Regions from separate parts of the Mus musculus genome. Here regions 1 and 3 are each linked to region 2. The links are chromatin contacts, called in public HiCAR-type and promoter capture Hi-C maps. All regions are on one chromosome and are shown on one strand. Each heading gives the region's core, a stretch centred on a gene start, on an enhancer-like site or on the middle of the called end of the contact. The rest is flanking DNA. Distances are from core to core; before and after follow the strand shown. Region 1 holds the start of Cxcr4 (chemokine (C-X-C motif) receptor 4). Region 2 holds the start of Mapkapk2 (MAP kinase-activated protein kinase 2). Region 3 holds the start of R3hdm1 (R3H domain containing 1).

What was found. Promoter capture Hi-C pulls out the DNA fragments that hold promoters and counts their contacts. HiCAR-type assays count read pairs that join an accessible place to other places.
Region 1: a contact with region 2 is called in a promoter capture Hi-C map of cranial neural crest. The contact joins the promoter of Cxcr4 here to the promoter of Mapkapk2 in region 2. A contact is called at or near these places in 3 of 39 promoter capture datasets (the C10 cell line, cranial neural crest and hippocampal neurons) and 2 of 115 datasets of contacts at active chromatin or transcription factors (astrocytes and embryonic stem cells).
Region 3: a HiCAR-type map of astrocytes shows a contact between it and region 2, with 7 times the contacts expected there. The contact joins the promoter of R3hdm1 here to the promoter of Mapkapk2 in region 2. A contact is called at or near these places in 1 of 39 promoter capture datasets (liver), 1 of 115 datasets of contacts at active chromatin or transcription factors (astrocytes) and 1 of 9 other capture datasets (adipose tissue).

Annotation. Positions count from the first base shown.
Region 1 is chr1:128,590,100-128,593,593 of GRCm38.p6, reverse strand. It overlaps Cxcr4 (chemokine (C-X-C motif) receptor 4), which reads left to right and starts at 1,295. Exons shown (of 2, transcript NM_009911.3): 1 at 1,295-1,405. The coding sequence starts at 1,385.
Region 2 is chr1:131,095,726-131,099,312 of GRCm38.p6, reverse strand. It overlaps Mapkapk2 (MAP kinase-activated protein kinase 2), which reads left to right and starts at 1,470. Exons shown (of 10, transcript NM_008551.2): 1 at 1,470-2,024. The coding sequence starts at 1,788.
Region 3 is chr1:128,101,775-128,105,574 of GRCm38.p6, reverse strand. It overlaps R3hdm1 (R3H domain containing 1), which reads right to left and starts at 2,269. Exons shown (of 27, transcript NM_181750.2): 1 at 2,092-2,269. Zranb3 (zinc finger, RAN-binding domain containing 3) reads left to right here and starts at 3,104. Exons shown (of 21, transcript NM_027678.3): 1 at 3,104-3,322. It also overlaps the pseudogene Gm29383.

The DNA.
Region 1 (3,494 bases), core at 46-2,545, 2.5 Mb after region 2:
CATAAAACTGCCTCAAACAAAACAAACAAACAAACAAACAAACAAACAAAAAAGGAACGGGAGAAGTGGGGCGGGGATGGAGTTGAGGGCGCAGTCTGGGCCTGCCTATCCTTTGGTCCATTCCAGGAGGGGGTGGGGGCGGTATCTGGGTTGCATAGCAACCCAGGCTCCTGCTGCCGGATGTCTCACCACCCCCAGTGCCCCCGGCATTGGATCCCGCGGTCTCTGGCTGGAGGTCTGGTTGGTTCTGACCCCACCCTTTTCTCCCTCCCCGCCTAGCCCAGGCTCGGCGCCGGTCGGATCCCGCGCGAGCCTGGGAAGCAGTCTGGGCGCCCACTGCAACCTTAGCCTGTCTGAGATTCCCTAGCCATCCACGCCCCCAACCTGACCTAACTAGCTCTTCACTAAGACTTCCCATCTTAGTGTTCTGCGTGGGAGACGCGAGATAGGCATGAAGCGAAAGCTCTGGGCTCAGGCCAGGCTTTGCAGTCCCAGGCTGCTCCATTTGGTCTCTTGGAGCTCGTGGAGCGCCCACTGACTGCGCATGAATCGCGGCTAGCTTCCCAGCTGGGACTCTGTAATTATCTGTTAACTAGATGCATCCCCCTATGTGCTTATGAAATGAAAATGAACCAGTGTTTCTGTGCGGATTTCTTAGGATGTGATTACACAAAGTCCTCGCCGCTCAATTCTTTATAATAAAGCACATTTCAATCATTTTACATACACACACACCCAAATCTCTTCACGAAATTGTTGCCACTATTGTGACTTTCTTCCTGGGAGTATATCTGCTTCTGGATGGGTCCGCAAGTGCTTTCTGCCACACCTGACCCTAATGTCATTATATGAATATGTAGTAACACACACTTGCTTGGAAGAGTTTTGGTAGTAATCACTCCTGACAGCTCAGAGTATAGAACCCTGGCGGAGGTTCCAACATTGCCGCCTACTGGTTAGGCAGGCTCCAAGTCACACACCCCCATCCCCAGTCTTGTCTCAAGTTCTCCACCCGTAAACTCCAGGTCTAAAATTCTATCCACGTGGGTAAGGATGGATGCGCGACCCGCAGAAACACCCTGGCTGGCATCCTGCTTTCCCCAACTCTGAGAACATTATCCGGCCAGGCTCTGGACCCATACTGACTTAAAACACAACAGCAGTGGCTCTTGGACTTCTGTTTGCCCGCGCCCTGCGCCCCGCCCCCGCCAGTCTCCTCCCGCCCCGTCCGAGCTGCGCATGCGCCGCCCCGGGAGCGTGTTTTTATAAAAGTCCGGTTCGGGCCAGAAACTTCAATTTTGTTGCCTGGTGCAGCAGGTAGCAGTGAAACCTCTGAGGCGTTTGGTGCTCCGGTAACCACCACGGCTGTAGAGCGAGTGTTGCCATGGAACCGATCAGTGTGAGTGTAAGTCCACTTGCATCCTACTTTATAGTAAACGTGCAAACGTGTGAACTTAGAGCTCAGCCCCTTTAAGGAGCGGGTTGAAGCAACTAAAACCTTGAGGGGTGTCAGGGTCACAAGGAGGAGCGGGAACTAATTTTTTTTTATGTGTGTGAACATGGCTATAGGGGGAGGAAGATAGGAATATTTTTGCCAGTAAGTTGAGTGGGACGGGTTCAGATGGAGCTTTCCTAAGGTTGCTCTTGTTTCCCTCCCCCTTGAGTCCCGCGGCGCGCGCCGACTTGCACGCTGTTTGCAAACGTCCCAGTTTTTTGAAAAAGGGAGAAGGGCTTGCCCTCTGTCCCAAGACTCAGACCATCGTCTGGTCCTCCTGAAAACAGGAGTTTTCTTAGAGTTTCTTACATTGTGTGAATTTAGAGACTTTAGTCGGCACGCGTAGGCACTACATTCTGGGTGAGCTTCGAACCGGAGCGTCTTGGAGCGGTTCTTGGAGTTAGGAGTGCGGTTCTGAAATTCCATAGTGCAGACAGAGGAGCGCCCGTCTTCGGCGGGAAAAGTGAGCTAGTCTGCCGCGTCGCTTGCCTAGAGGGGGGGCACAAACTGCGGCAGCCGCGGAGAGAACGTCGCTTTGGGATGGAGCAGCAGCGCTTTGCGGGCATCCGACCCGCCACTTCCCCGCAGTGGCAAACGAACCTCCCGAGGTCGGGCTTGCCTTTAGGATCGTTCCTGAGAAAGGGTCATAAGTCTGTACCATGATGCTGCTGGCCATGACGGCGGTTGGGGACAGGAGGGCATGTTGGGACCGCACCTGGGTTGTGCCGGGTCGCCGGAGGGATGAACAGGTGCAAGCTCGGAGACTGTTTGACTGAGCCCCAGTGTTTAACCGTCGGTGGTTTCCTGAGCCTTTTGAAACCCCCTCGCTTAGGGAGGGTTTTGTTCTTTGGTGATTTTTTTTTTTTTTTCCGTTTCCTCCGGCGGCGCGCAATTCAAAGGCGCTCGCGCTGGAGCAGCCCAATCTGTCGCTCGCACCCGGAGGAACGATCCTGGCGCGCAGCCAGGAGGAACCCCTAGAACCGCTGTGTGTTGGTCGTAGACCTGGGTATGATGGGCAACGGTGCCAGCCCCTAGGTGGGTGACTCGGACATCGGGGTGCGCACGGTCTGGACCACTCCTGCTGCCTACCTCGGACTCCAGTAACTAACTGGGTCCGCTGCAGGATGGGAAGCGACCGGAAAGTGAGGAAGTGAAACTTGGGGGCGAAAACCACGGGGTACAGACCCCGTGACTTTCCCCACCCAGGACAGTGTGACTCTAACGTCCCAGATCCACCCAGTGATAAACATGGGTTTGGCAAGAGAGACCCACCTTCCAGAGAAGCGCCGCACGGGGTGAAGTAGGGGAGTGCTATTTGCTCCTTTCTAACACTCTGCTGACCCTAAACCCCCAAAGACCTTCACATTATCCAGCTTTCTTCACTACGCATGACTCGAAATGTAATAGTTTGTGTTAGACAGACGTGAGAAAAACAAGGTTTTGCGCCTAAAAAGCTAAGAGTCTTTGGGGGACCCCCACCGTCAAGCTCCGTCTTTCTTTCTTTCTTTCTTTCTTTCTTTCTTTCTTTCTTTCTTTCTTTCTTTCTTTCTTTCTTTCTTTCTTTCTTTCTTTCTTTCTCTCTCTCTCTCTCTCTCTCTCTCTCTCTCTCTCTCTCTCTTTCTTTCTTTCTTTCTTTCTTTCCTTCCTCCTTTGGCTAATCCTCATACAGAAATCCCATCTCCTTCAACACAGACTTTAACCCCACGCCGCTGGATACCACCGCACACAGTTTTGAGAGTGACTTCTTTGTTTGAATGGAGGATTTGTTTGTTTGGTTTGGTTGTGGGTTTTTTTGGCTTGGGTTTTTGTTTGTTTGTTTGTGGTTGGGGGGGGCTTTACTTTTTTTCCTCCGAGGTTTTTTTTTTGTCCTTTCCTCTCGTGGGCGGGGCAGGAGAGCTATTCAAGACTAAGCTGTGAAGTCCTTAGACTCTCAATGTCCTTTTGTTCTAAGCAAAGACTCTCCTAATTGGTTCCACTAAAGAGGGCATATAACAAGTGA
Region 2 (3,587 bases), core at 221-2,720:
GTGCCTTTGAAACAGGGCGTTGTGTAGCTTTGTCTTCAGTGTGGAAGGAATCTACCCAGCTGCAGACTGAGGAGAGCCAATGTGCCTTCTATTCCCAGGTCTGTATCTGCCACACTGCTAACCCAACTACTGCATCTATCCCCCTCCCCCCCCCCCCCCCCCCAGTTAGAATTATCACCACAGGGATGAGCGAGAAGTATTGAGCACTGAAAAAGCGCTTGTCTCCTTGATCCATAGTGAGTTGGATCTCAAGAGGGGGCCTACAGTCCTCCACCTGTTCATCTCTGTCTTCCTTGGAACAAGTATCTTCCGGAAATCTAAACAGGGAACAGCAAATGAGTCTTGCCATCCTGGGCTATGTCTCCAACGCCCTTTTCTCAGGGCACTGTCTCGTCTCCAGAGTTTTGTTGGGACATATTAAAGACTTTGTGTGACCATGGGTCAGGTCTCATCTTTAATTTGTCTGTATTAGTAAGTAAACCAGAGCTTTGTATCTATCTTGTTCCTTTGTCTCATTTCTTAACTGCTGTAACAGTCAAACCCTTGTGGATCTCAGCAGTGCTACAGGCCAGTTAGGCCCAGAGATTTGTACTAGAACTAGGTTGCTTCAGGACTACTTATTGGCTATGGCCGCAGGGACCATTTCCCCAACTCTAGAACCATTTCCCAGCCCTTCCCCTTGCTCTATAATCGCAATGAATTAAGAACACAAATGTATAAGTGTACCTCCCAGAGAGACATGAAGTTTGTGGGTATTTTAAGACAGAGTCTGTCTTTGTTGTTCAGGCTGGCCCTGTGACTTGTTATCCTCCTGCTTCAGTCTCCTGCATATAGCCGGGATAACAGGTGGCTAGAGTGCCCCATTCCATCTTGGGTCATTTTGGGTTTATATAAAAATATGTTCGAATTCATAATAATTAAATTGTTCGTGGTATCACAGTAGTACATTCTTCTCAGTGAAAACCAGTAAGTCCATGAGAGAAAAAAAAAGTAAAACTCACAAGTATGTTAAGGAAATTGTTACTATTGCCTGACACCTGATCCTAGGATGAATAGTCTCTCTTATTCCCCCAGTCCTGGCCCCCGGATTCTCGCTCTGCTCGGGTACCCCTCACCCCCCACCCACAGAGTCCACGTAGAAAGATTCTTATCAATTATCCGTTTCTTTCAAAATACATCTCCTCCAATTCTCCGATGACCTGTCTTCTAGATCCAAGCAGCTGGAGGAGTGAGGGTTTTGTTTGAACTATCCAGCAGCTTTTCTTTTGCCCTCCTCCCTTTCCCCTCTGCCCGGCCCGGGTTAAGAACTAGGATGTCTCGATGCCCTCCACAAGCCCGCTTGCTCGCAGTCCCTAAGCTCTCCCGCCACTGGACTTCCTCCCCTTTAAGGCCCACCCCTCCCCCATGTCCACGCCTCCCAGTCAAGCCCCACCCTCGATCCTCCCCTTTAAGGACTAGCCCAGGACGCCGAGCAGCCTGTGACGCGGCCGCCGCCCCCGGGCTGGTACTTCTCGGCGCGGCGATTCCTCCGGCCGGGCCCTGCCGTCCCGCGTTCCCCGGAGCGCACGTCTCCGGGGGGAGGGAGCAGGGCTGGTGGGCGCCCGCGGCGCACAGCGGGACCCACGGGGCCCCGCGACCAGCCGAGCCTGGAGCCGGGCCGGGGCGGGGCAGCCGGCTCCAGCCCGGAGCAAACTTCGCCGCCGGGCGGGGCGTGGCGGGGACCCGGGCCCGAGCCGGAGGAGGGGGCGGCCGCGGCCCCTGCCTCTGCGCGCGAGTCGCCGGGCACCATGCTGTCGGGCTCTCCGGGCCAGACTCCGCCGGCGCCTTTCCCCAGCCCTCCACCGCCAGCCCCGGCCCAGCCGCCGCCGCCGTTCCCCCAGTTCCACGTCAAGTCGGGCCTGCAGATCCGAAAGAACGCCATCACCGACGACTACAAGGTCACCAGCCAAGTGCTTGGCCTGGGCATCAACGGGAAGGTGCTGCGGATCTTCGACAAGAGAACCCAGCAAAAATTCGCCCTAAAGGTAAGTCTGGGCCGCCCGGGATCGCGCTGAGATCCGGTGCAGCTTCCGGTCACCCCGCGAGTGGCCGGCACCCGAGAGGACTCACGGGGACTGCCATGTTGGGGTGTGAGTGGGATCCAGCCTGGTGGCCACTCTTGGGACCCGGACGGCCTCTGCTCGCTTTACCCGGCGCCGAGGACACGGTGGCCTCGTCCTCCCTCCCTCCTTCCTTTCTGCGGGCACAAAAGGCCCTTTACTCATTGAGCTGGTTGGTCGGTCGGTTTGGAGAAGTTCGCTCTCTGAGGTTTCCTTAACCCTACTCCTTATTTGGGAGCCGGAATGTGACTTCGCTCTCCTCGGCCTCGCGAGGTCGGCGCGCAGCGGTGGGGCGCGTCGGCGCGGAGCGGCGCGGCACTGGAGACTGGGGACCCCGCCTCCGTGCCCCGCGATCGTCTGGAACCGCCAGCGCCTGGCCTGCGCTGCCCCTTAGGCTTGCGCCGGGCTGTTTCCATTGCTCCCTCCACCGTAGGAAACCTTGTCTGTAAGCCAGGCTTGGCCTAGTGCTGGTACACTGGTCCCTGGTAGCCGGAGACTCAAAGGCAGGAAATACTATTCCTGCATTTGGGAAACCCACTCTTAATCTCTGTGGGTCTACCCGTCTCTGCTTCTGTCGGTGGTAGTGGAGAATGGGGATTTCAAAAGGTCCAAGTGAAGCAGGGAAGGCTGTCATTCAGGGTCACTGCAAAGTTTTCTTCTCTCAAGGGTTTCAGGTTACACCATATCTCTAAAGGTCACTTGTCAGGTTTCTTTCTCCTGGGGTGTCTCAATGATTGGAGGAGCAAAGTACTTCCTGTGTTATATTTTGCTCTTCCCCTTCAGCCCACACAACTTGCTTTGTTTCAGCTATTCTAGAGTACAGATAGATTGAGTTATGCGTGAGGCCGTTGTCATACACGGTCAACGGGACCGAAACCTGGTACTTTGTAGGGGGAAAATAAGTTTAGTTTTTATGATGTTTTGCTGTTTTCATCTTCTGCATCACATTTAAAAAACAAGCAAACAAACTATAAGCTCTTGGGGAGTTAGCTAAGCGAGGAAAGGAGTTGGTTGGGTTGAACGGTGGCTCTGACCTTGGGGACTGGAGGCAAGGGAACAGTTTGACCACAGTTAACTGTATTGTTGAGGAAGTACAGATGTTCTTTCCCGGAAAGATTCCTCTCTCCTCTGCGATGCCATCTGCCTTTACCCACCAGCAGACTGGGGCTACTAGCTGTTCACTCTCCTGCATAGTTGGAACACAGTATAAAGACTTCGCAACAAAACCCCCCGCTTCACCCCTTCCTATTCTGTTTGAATACACACACGGTCCTCTGAAGTGCTCTTGGCTGTCAATTCAGATTGCTGGTATAGTTGACAGAAGTTCGTGTACTTTTCTCCTTTGAATAGTTTTGAAAGGAAGGAGCCTAGCCGAGTATTAAGCAGTCTTCGTGCTTCCCCTTCTCTAGTCAGAAGTGGGTGACTACGGGACTCTCAGTCTGTTTTGACGAAAGCAGCCTGCTCCTGCTCCTGGAGCTAAGGCTGACT
Region 3 (3,800 bases), core at 1,020-3,519, 3.0 Mb after region 2:
AAATTGGCTATGAGATATTGTTTTAAGCCACTGTGTACATTAACACTCAACAGTAGAAGAGATTTTTGAGACTGCAACAATACTCTGCATATGAACAGCAAATTCATTCTCTAAATATGAAAATGAGAAAACAAAGATAAAAACTTAATGTAACAAATATATACATGTGAGACACAATCCTAGTAGCTTTACATAGTCTATTTACAGCTCCATAGATTAAGCATTATCCTCCCCATTATTAACCGAGGTTAGGTTAGATTAGCCTCATAAAATGGTCCCACAAATAGTAAAAGAATGTAGTCCCCTGTATTTTCATCAGACCTTCCATACAAAGAATTCATGAGACCTAAATATATCACTGCATAAATTGCCAACTAATTATCAAGTTTGGGGAACTATGCTAGGGAATGTATGCTATGGGGACTCAATGGAGAAGCTGAGGGAACTAATCTTCAAAAGCTATGTACTACATTAAAAAAATCAGTAACACATAACCAGATTCCTTCTTAATCCAAGTGAATGGATCTATTTTACTTCTGTATCTACTTGCATTATTTTGAGAACATGGCAGATTCCTAAGGTACTTCTGTGACCCAGAAGAAATAGTCTATTAGTCAAAGCATAGGTTGTTTATTCAGAACCAGTGTTCTCTCTAAAACAAATAAATCTTAGAAATGGGGTGGTCTGTAGCCATGCCTATTATAGATTACAGGGTCCACTAAAGTCATATTCTCCTAGGCTGAAAAAGCAGAGTGGAATTTGAAAAGATGGGCACACTATCAAAATCTGATACAATTATAAGACAATCCCCTAAAATATAAAGACATAAAATCTGAAGAGAATGATATTTCTTCAGTTAAATGGGTAGCTACATGAACTCTACTGATTCAAGTATTATAAGGAAGGGGCTTCGAGGTTGATTTCATCTTTTTATGACTCGATGCTCTTGGAATCAATGACATTTAAATTTAAGAGGTTTCTTTAGCTGGGCGATGGGGGGCCACACCTTTGATCCCAGCTCTTGGGAGGCAGAGACAGGTGGATTCTGTGAGCTCAAGGCCAGCCTGGTCTACATTGTGAGTACCAGGACAGCCAGGGCTACACAGAGAGACCCTGTCCAGGGAAAAAATCTAAAATAAAGGGGAGTATGGTATGAGATTCTTTAACGTGACCCAGCCAAACTATAACCTTAGGAGTGGGATATGTGTGTTTGTGTGTATTCATTCATGCTAGAAATTCTATTTTTACCTCTTCAGAAATGCACCTTATTATTTAGTAAGCAGCACTGCTTTGGAAGATACCTCTTCACCTCTAACTAGTTTAGGGGACTTGCTCTCTCAGGACCCAATTCACAGAAGTCACAACAGCCAAACCCAATTTTGTTTCTCCTTAAAAGCAACTTCAGACAACAGTGACAATCTCTGGTACATAACCACAAGAAGAAAAAAAAAAAAACTTCTAATATACAGGGATGGAAAGGGGGGAGGGGGATTTACATCATAACGTCCCCCGTAGGTTCGTCCATCAACGACCAAGGCTCTGACAGTCATTCAACTTTCTTGCTAATTTCCCCACTGTGTTTTTTCTAGCAGTACGGGCAGTACGGGCACGACGTGCTGTTTCCCTTTTGGTGTGTGTGACAATTCCCCGGAGCGGGGGTATCAGCCCCGGGCATCTGGTCCAGGCCCCGGAGAACAGTTCCGCGAACGGTCCCTGCTCCAGCCTGGCCTGACTATGTTGCTTTTCCCCTCCGTCCTCCCCGGATCTCCAGGGCTCGCAAGAGCAGCAGCTGCAGCAGGGACGCTCGGGAACCTGTCCCCAGCTCCCCCGCTAGGCCTCAAGGGGTTGGCGCTGCACATGGCCCCCAGCGAAGCGGCGGGCACCGCGCGGTGGAGGCGACTAGAGGGCTCGCCTCAGAACCCGACGGCCCCTGGCGGGCCGGAGGAGAGGGGAGGGACGCCGTCTCCTCAGCGCTTAGCTCCCCGGCTGCCTCACTCTCCCGCTCCGTTAGCGCTACCGGTTGGCGGGCGGGGGAGGGGAGCGAGCGCGTTATTCCCGGGGCGCCGCGGGGGAGGGGACAGCATCTCTTACCCGCGTTACTGAGAAGGAGCAGGAGGAGGTGGCGGGAGCGCGGCACAGCGGGGCGACGGCGGGGCCGGCTGGTTGCAAGGTAGAGTCTCACGGAAGGGAATTAACCCCATCACCAGCCCGGACACCGGCTCCAGCGGCAGCCGCGGCGGCAGAATCCCGCCCCTTCCCACCACGCACTGGCCCCGCCTCTCCGTCGCGTTGACGGAAAGCAGCCTACCTCATACGCTAGGTCAACATTAAGTGACATACAAATTATCCAATCAGCGTTTGAAAACCACTTTCGCTCCACCCCCATTATCACTGCGGGACAGCGGGAGAACGGGACTAAGTCTATCTCCACCCACAAAAGAAAAAGAACCAATCCCGGGCAAGTTGTCGTCCCTGAACGACGTAAGAGTCAACCAATGATAAAGCTAGGAGGACAGCCATTTTGCCCACTTGTGAAAGAGCCACCTTTCCCACGAGTAGAATCCTGAGGTGGGCGAGTTCCGGGCGATTTTAATCACTGGAGATGTGGTAGACAACTCTCTTTCTTCAGGGAATGATTATAGAGCTTTTTAAGGATGAAAGGACAATTTTGTCGTTCATGTGGGAAGATGAGAGGAAGGCTTTAAGGATGTGGCTCCGCCCCTTAGCGGTAACGGGTTCCAGGCTGAACACCTGGTTCCTCCAGTCTTAGTGGTGGAGGCAGGGCTTCTGAGCACTTTGGCTCCTGCGACTACAGTTCCCAAGATGCTTTGAGACCCTGTTTTCCTCATTTTGCTTCCGGTAGTGTTTCATGGGAATTGTAGTTCTTGAGAGGTTACGGTGTAACCTCCTTGTCTAGATGAGTAAGAGGAAATTTTTGAATAATTTGGAGTTGAGAATGAAGTCGCAAGGTTCTAGTCAGGTCTTTTCGCATCGCTAAAGGAAGGAGAATATAACAGGGTTGGGAATTTTCTCAACACATTACAATGTTTTAGAGTGCTGGTATTTGAACTCTTCCAAGTCTAGGTCATCCGTTTAACGTCACTTCCGCTTAGTTGAAGACGCTTGCAAAAAGTTTGGCGGGAGTTGAAGATTATGAAGCTAGTGCTGCATTTTGGCGGACTGTATAGGGCAAGAGATGGGAAATTGACTGCACTTTAATTGCGCTATAAGAAAATAGTGGGTAACAGTCGGGCGTGGTGGCTGATGCCTGTAACAGCTGGAAGCTGAAAGGTCGCCGCGAGTTCATAGCCTGGGCTACAGAGTGAGTTTTAAAACAGCTGGGACTACAGAATTCACCTTGTCTAAAATAACCCCCCCCCCCGCACTGCCCCCTCCCCCTAAAAAAACCCATCCAGAAATATGAAATGGCATGGGTGTAATTCTCGAGCCTGTAATGTAATTTTCTACTTTGCTACTTAGTCTTGCAGAGCCAGTGTTTATCAGATCTGTTCACTCTTGAGTTTGTAGAGGATGCTTTAATTTGCCTTTAGCTACTGTCTGTGAAGCAGCATAGGTTCATGTCCTGGAAGGTATTGGAAATTCTGAACTAATTCCTCCCATTTATACAAATAGTCCCCAGAAGTCAGAAGTTGCCTTTGAACAGGATCTTAAAAAAAAAAAAGTCTCCTCCATCATTTTTATGGAGACTTTGTCTTACTACTTTTCTCATAAATATTTATTGAGCACTTACACTAGTGGTAAATATACTAGGCTTAAAGGATTGAAGAGTGCACAGAAAG